Linked DNA regions of Mus musculus: region 1 is linked to region 2. A link is a contact called in public HiChIP or PLAC-seq data. All regions are on one chromosome and are shown on one strand. Each heading gives the region's core, a stretch centred on a gene start, on an enhancer-like site or on the middle of the called end of the contact. The rest is flanking DNA. Distances are from core to core; before and after follow the strand shown. Region 1 overlaps Plac8 (placenta-specific 8). Region 2 holds the start of Hpse (heparanase).

Region 1 (3,345 bases), core at 30-2,529, 160 kb after region 2:
CTGTCAGAAAGAAGGGGCGTCAGGAGGGACAGGCCAGAGGATAAAGCTGGAGAGAGCTCAGTTGGTGAATCCTTGCTCTGCAAGCCTAAGGACCTGAGGTCAATCCCAGCACTGGGGAGGTGGGGACAGGTGGATCTCTGTGGCCCCCTGGCCAGACTCACTGAGTCTCAGGTCCCAATAAAAAGGTCTTTCACTAACTGGAAGAGAGAGGTCCATCTATGTTATGTAAAGTGATCTATTGTATCCCAAGTCTACAGACTTAAACATTAATTTTTATGTCAAATACATCTTCAACAAACTTCTAGAATGATGTTGAACCACACATCTATGTCCATCTATGGCCTAGACAAGGTAAGACATAAACTTGACCATCACAGAAAGCAAAAAAGCATGCAGCATTTTCCAGGAATCTATTTTAATTTCACTGAAATTGTTTTTTCACTTGAGAAATTTAATCGGTATCTTTTAATTGCAAAGTAAATATCTATCTAATTTAAAAAAAACTAACAAACTTAAAATAGAAACGTATGAAGTAAAAAGTGAAAATTGAACCCTTTAGTTACCAAGTCCACTGCCTGGTTGGTAATAAACAATAACTTGTGAGCATCTTCTTCGGCTATGCTTCTGTCCTTGTGACTTACAGGAACACATTTCTGTAAATGCTGATGGTTTGTAGATTGATAGTCTCGGAGGGATATTTGTTAGTATCTTGGAGTGTGTGCACCCAGTCTTAAGACCTGCGACAATACCCACCCTTTTCTCCTGTGCGTCTCCTGGAGCCCTGAGGCCCACATTGGGAGGCTCTGGGATTGGACCTTCTGCCCTAGCGTCCCAGGACAACTGCCCTAGGGCAGGTTTGGCTCTCTGCCCGATTTCCCTGTTCCCTGATGCTTAACTTGGGGTTTATCTAGTGTAACGTCCCCACCTCTCCGCCCATGGCTGCTTCCTGTTGTGAGTTCTGCGACTCTTGCTTGACTTTTCTCCTTCGAGGATGGGAATTCTAACCTTCTGTGTTTATCCCAAATTGCCTTACTTCCCTGTTTCCTAGTGTGGATTTCTTTTTTAATGGATGAAAACTGCAGGCCTCAAGCAAATAGTTCTTTAAATGATCTCATTTTATAGACTGTCATTCCCTGACTTCCTTTGCCTAGAGCAATTTTTATTCCCTTTGCTTTGGATGTTCTTGGACATTCGCTTCTCCGCGTGGGCTTTACCTACAAACTCCACCGAGCGCGAGCCCGGCTTTAGTGCCCTTACCTTCCTGGTTCCCACCCCATGCCTCTGTGTTCCTTTGCCTAATTCCTTGTCCAGGCTTTATGTGTATAAATGTGTCACAGTCAGTATCTTAAAGCGAGTGTGGTTACATTTCCTGCCAAACTTTTACTTTCTAAATTGGTTTTTAGGAGTACTTTGACCCCAAGTTCTTTGCCACTTCCCTAAATCTCTTCCCAAACTGCTCGCCACATCACGTGCCCAGTGCTTTTCATCCTGGTGTAATTGTTTTGAGCCAAATAGCGTCCGGGCTGTGAGATCTGACGTTCTAAGTCTCCGTCTTGTACTCTCGGACTTGGTAGTTTGATTGACACTTATATTCTCAGAATTATAAAGTCCTAGAATGAAGAAGCAAGTGTTACATGGGAGAAAGTCAGCTAACGTTTTCCTAAAGGTATCTAAACTGAATCCAGGGCAAATGAGATGGCTCAGCAGATAGAAAAGCACTTCCGGCCAAAGCGGACGACCCAAGTTCAATCCCCAGGACCCAGAGGGTGGAGGGAGAGAACTGACTCCTGCAGGTCCTCCTCCCCCACCCCCATCTCTGTGCACAGGCGCACTCGAACACACACACACACACACACACACACACACACACACACACACACACACACGAAATAAAAAAATAAACCGTAAAAAGTAATAAACAGAATCCAAAGAATCGGTGCTTTTGGCTCTCCTTAAAATGCCCCAAAAACCCACAAGCAGTGCTGGCTTCCATTCATGTGTCTCCCGTGTCTTCCACAGGGATCTATTTGTGATGACTACATGGTCACACTCTTCTGTCCTGTTTGCTCTGTGTGCCAACTCAAGAGAGACATTAACAGGAGGAGAGCCATGAACGCTTTCTAAGGAGCTGGATGGTGAGTTAGTGTGGGGCTTGGGCCACAGAATTAGGGGCTGGGGAAGTTATTCATTGTTTGGAATAACACTTCAGAAGTGACAGTTTCTTAAGTCTCCCGTGCCATCTCATTATAATAATGTAATATAATTGGTTGTGATTTTTTTTTCTTCGTTTAAGCCACATTTATTGAATAATGGTGACATTTTACAAACTTACCAGAATCATTTTGGTCTATGAATGAAGCAACTTACCACTTATATAAGCTACAGAGTACACAAGACAAGTTGAAGCTGGGCTTGGTGGTGCATCCTGTAACCCCCAAACCCGGGAGACAGAAGAAGGGTTGCCCTCAAACCCAGTGTTGTCTACAAAATAAGTTCCAGTCTACTCAGGGCTACATAAGAAGTTCTGTCTCAAAGCTTAAATGATGGAGGGGGGTGGTTCACTGTGTAAATTACTTGCTGTTTAAGCAGAAGGACCTGAGTTTGGAGTCCCAGAACCAATGTGTGTGTCCAATATGTGTGTTCACACCTGTATGCATGCATGTGTGAAAGTGTGCAGGTGTGTGAGTTTATGAGTTTGTGAGAGTATGTGTGACTGTGTGTGTGCCCGTGTGCACGCATGTGTGCATGTGGGTATGAGTTTGAGTGTGAACGTGTATGTGTGTGGGGTGTGTGTGTGTGTGTGTGTGTGGTGTCCAACACTTTATAATCCCGACACACAGGGCTGAAACAATTGAATCTCTGGGGCCCGCTGACTAGCAAGGCTAGACAAAAGAACAAGCTTCAGGTTAGTTGGAGCCAGTCTAAAAAAAAAAAAGTGGAGGGCTGGAGAAATGGCTCAGCGGTTAAGGGCACCAATAGCTCTTCCAGAGGTCCTGAGTTCAATTCCCAGCAACCACATGGTGGCTCACAACCATCTGTAATGGGATCTGATGCCCTCTTCTGGTGTGTCTGAAGACAGCAATGGTGATATATATATATATATAATCTTTTTTAAAAAATGGAGAAGTGACTGAGGGAAGATCTCAATGTATAGGTGTAAACATTCCTGCATGTACACACAGAGACTTCTTACACACACACACACACACACACACACACACACACAGAGAGAGAGAGAGAGAGAGAGAGAGAGAGAGAGAGAGAGAAGAGCTTTAAAAACTGAAAAGACAAACAAATACAAAAAGAAGGCAAAAACACAGTTCTTGCTATGATGATGGTTTTGAG
Region 2 (3,159 bases), core at 391-2,890:
GGAGGTCAGAAATGGGGGGACATGGAGAGCTTGCAGTGAGCTCCTTTCCAAAACACCCAAATACTCCAAAGGAATTGCTATAGCTTCACGCCATGACACTGGGAGGGAGGTGACAGGTGAAATCATGTCACAACACAGATGGGAAAAGGCCCCATCATCTGAGTCCCCCTTCCATAAGATTATACACCCTGGACAGTTGTCTGTTACCATGACAATTTTCTTTTTACATCCTATGGCTATAGCATATCAACTCAATGCAGGTCAAAGCATTAACTAGGCAGGTAATTTTTAAATCACCCAGACAGACAGATGGGTGCAGATTAGATATACATTTCATTAAAAATTCGTTATTATTTATTGCTTTGCTGTTGGTGCAATCTAAACGGAAAAATGTAAGTGTCATTGGCTTACTCAGTAAATATGAATGGATTACCTACTAAAGACCAAGCACAGTACCACGTATGAGCATGCCATGGGTATCCCACAGGCCCCATCTCTGCCATGGGTATCCCACAGGCCCCATCTCTGCTTCGGAGGACTTTTTAAGCCCAGAGATAAGGTGAGCAAGCAATGAGCAACATCACAAGTGTAGACAGTTCTAACATGGAGGATACTGGGAGGATGCTTGCTGTGTGTGCTATGTGAAATGTGTGGTGAGACCTCACACTGGGGAGCCTCAGCTGCCTGGAAGCTCAGGAAAGCTTCCTCAAGGGGACTGCAAAGCAGCAGAGACAGGCTGCCATCTGCTTGGCCTTGTACACCTGAGTTCAGCTAGCGCTGATGCTTGGGCAGATTGGTGTGTGTGAGTGTGTGTGTGTGTGTGTGTGTGTGTGTGTGTAGCATGGTTCAAGCTTCTTTCATGGTAACACACACACACACACACACACACACACACACACAAGCTTCAGCACTTGTTTGCTATCATTATATACCAGTGTAAAATGTCAAGGGAAAACAAAAGTTGCAGCAACCGCAAAAGATGGGTTTGGGGGAGGGGTTGCTCAGGATTCCAAGGGTAGTTGCTTGGGGGCTTCTTGCTGGGTTTTAGCGGTTGGCCAAGCCTCAGAGCAACTCTTAGGCAGGCTCTCCCAAATACTGTTTTCATAATACTGCTTTAAAAACAGGGTCCCCACCACCATCACCACCACCCCCGTGCAAGGACCGATTTCTAGTTGCATTTTAGCCAATGCTCGGATCAGGTTTTTCAAGCGACAAAGAGATACCTGAGATCCTGGGCAGAGGACATCCTAGCTCGGTCAGATTTGGGCAGGCTCAAGTGACCAGTGTCTTAAGGCAGAAGGGAGTCGGGGTAGGGTCTGGCTGAACCCTCAACCGGGGCTTTTAACTCAGGGTCTAGTCCTGGCGCCAAATGGATGGGACCTAGAAAAGGTGACAGAGTGCGCAGGACACCAGGAAGCTGGTCCCACCCCTGCGCGGCTCCCGGGCGCTCCCTCCCCAGGCCTCCGAGGATCTTGGATTCTGGCCACCTCCGCACCCTTTGGATGGGTGTGGATGATTTCAAAAGTGGACGTGACCGCGGCGGAGGGGAAAGCCAGCACGGAAATGAAAGAGAGCGAGGAGGGGAGGGCGGGGAGGGGAGGGCGCTAGGGAGGGACTCCCGGGAGGGGTGGGAGGGATGGAGCGCTGTGGGAGGGTACTGAGTCCTGGCGCCAGAGGCGAAGCAGGACCGGTTGCAGGGGGCTTGAGCCAGCGCGCCGGCTGCCCCAGCTCTCCCGGCAGCGGGCGGTCCAGCCAGGTGGGATGCTGAGGCTGCTGCTGCTGTGGCTCTGGGGGCCGCTCGGTGCCCTGGCCCAGGGCGCCCCCGCGGGGACCGCGCCGACCGACGACGTGGTAGACTTGGAGTTTTACACCAAGCGGCCGCTCCGAAGCGTGAGTCCCTCGTTCCTGTCCATCACCATCGACGCCAGCCTGGCCACCGACCCGCGCTTCCTCACCTTCCTGGGGTAAGTGCAGCCCCTAGGTTCTGTCCCTTCGTCTGTCCTCGGCTCCCCCTCGCCTGTCCAATCACACTCGCGAGGGCCAGCCACTCTCTTCGCTCAAACAACTTTGTGTTTGCTCTCTGGAGCCTCCCTCCTGTGTGCACTCACCCCTCAAAAGACTTTTCCTGATTCATTTACTCAGCGCTTGTTGCCTGGGCACCAGCCAGGTCCAGGTATGAAGTGGAAATTTGGAGGAAAACAAAAACAAAACAAACGAAGCTGTCATAAACCTTAGCACTTTGTCTGGAGCCTTTGAATTTTGCTTCAGTGTAAGACCAGTAAGCTGGTGTCCCTTAAACTCTGTTAGGAAGTTTTGATTTAAAAGAGGAAGAAAGAAAAGATAGGAAAAGCCTCTATGGAGAAGAACCATTATTCATCTTGCTGCCTTTTAAGCATTTAAACATTACTGGGCTGGGTGTGATACAGTTAATGGACTGTGTACCTCGCATGCAAGAAGACCTGCATCCATCCCCAGAGCTGTGTAATCCCTGGCATGGGCACACACTTGCAGACTGGCACTTGGGAAGTAGGTGTAGGAGGATCAGGAGTTAACGGCGATCTTTAGCAACGTAGCAAGTTTGAGGGTAGACTGGACTGAATAGGAGTGGAGGGAGGAGAGAGAGAGATGGAGAAAGGAGCCGGAGACTGACTGACTGACTGACTGGGAAAATGATAGAGGTCAGTGGGACAGACAGGAGAGAATATGACCAAAAATACACTTTATACACATTTGAAGATGTCGTGACGAAACCCCATTATTATGTATAATTAATATATGCTAATAAAAACACCATAGAGGCACGATTCTCCAAGATGAGGGTGCAGAGCGGAGGCTGCCTCATCAACTGCAGGAACCACATCTCTGGCCCCTGTTCCGTGAGTGCAGACTGTCCCCAAGATGAAAGGCTCAGGCACAGTCATAGGCCTTCTAAACTTGGGAGCCTCCAGAGATGACCACGTCCTTTGTTGTTTTTGACATTGTGTAACCACTATTGAAGGCTGACCTTGAACTTTTGATCTCCCTGCCTCTTGAGGGCCACCACACTCAGCTGACTACATCTTCACCAGCCCATTCTGTCACCATTGTCAAAGGCCTAGACTTCGATCGCATGTCCAAGCCCACACTATCTGGCATCACTGCAGATCTCACACAGATTCA

The links. HiChIP or PLAC-seq counts read pairs in DNA pulled down with a chosen protein or histone mark.
Region 1: an H3K4me3 HiChIP or PLAC-seq map of bone marrow-derived macrophages shows a contact between it and region 2, with 2.8 times the contacts expected there. The contact joins the enhancer-like site here to the promoter of Hpse in region 2. A contact is called at or near these places in 5 of 39 promoter capture datasets (the C10 cell line, hematopoietic stem and progenitor cells, hippocampal neurons and 2 more), 3 of 484 Hi-C or Micro-C datasets (bone marrow-derived macrophages, embryonic fibroblasts and embryonic stem cells), 2 of 115 datasets of contacts at active chromatin or transcription factors (bone marrow-derived macrophages and large pre-B cells) and 2 of 9 other capture datasets (adipose tissue and liver).

The regions. Positions count from the first base shown.
Region 1 is chr5:100,555,270-100,558,614 of GRCm38.p6, reverse strand. It overlaps Plac8 (placenta-specific 8), which reads left to right. Exons shown (of 5, transcript NM_139198.3): 4 at 2,020-2,135. The coding sequence ends at 2,124. Among named protein-coding and RNA genes, the nearest start is that of Plac8, 15 kb to the left of the region's middle. Within about 2 kb of position 1,279, at least 16 of the 459 cell types and tissues checked have an H3K27ac peak or open chromatin away from gene starts, as enhancers often do. A contact at or near this core is called in bone marrow-derived macrophages and liver, where this site is marked.
Region 2 is chr5:100,718,197-100,721,355 of GRCm38.p6, reverse strand. Hpse (heparanase) reads left to right here and starts at 1,640. Exons shown (of 12, transcript NM_152803.5): 1 at 1,640-1,964. The coding sequence starts at 1,762.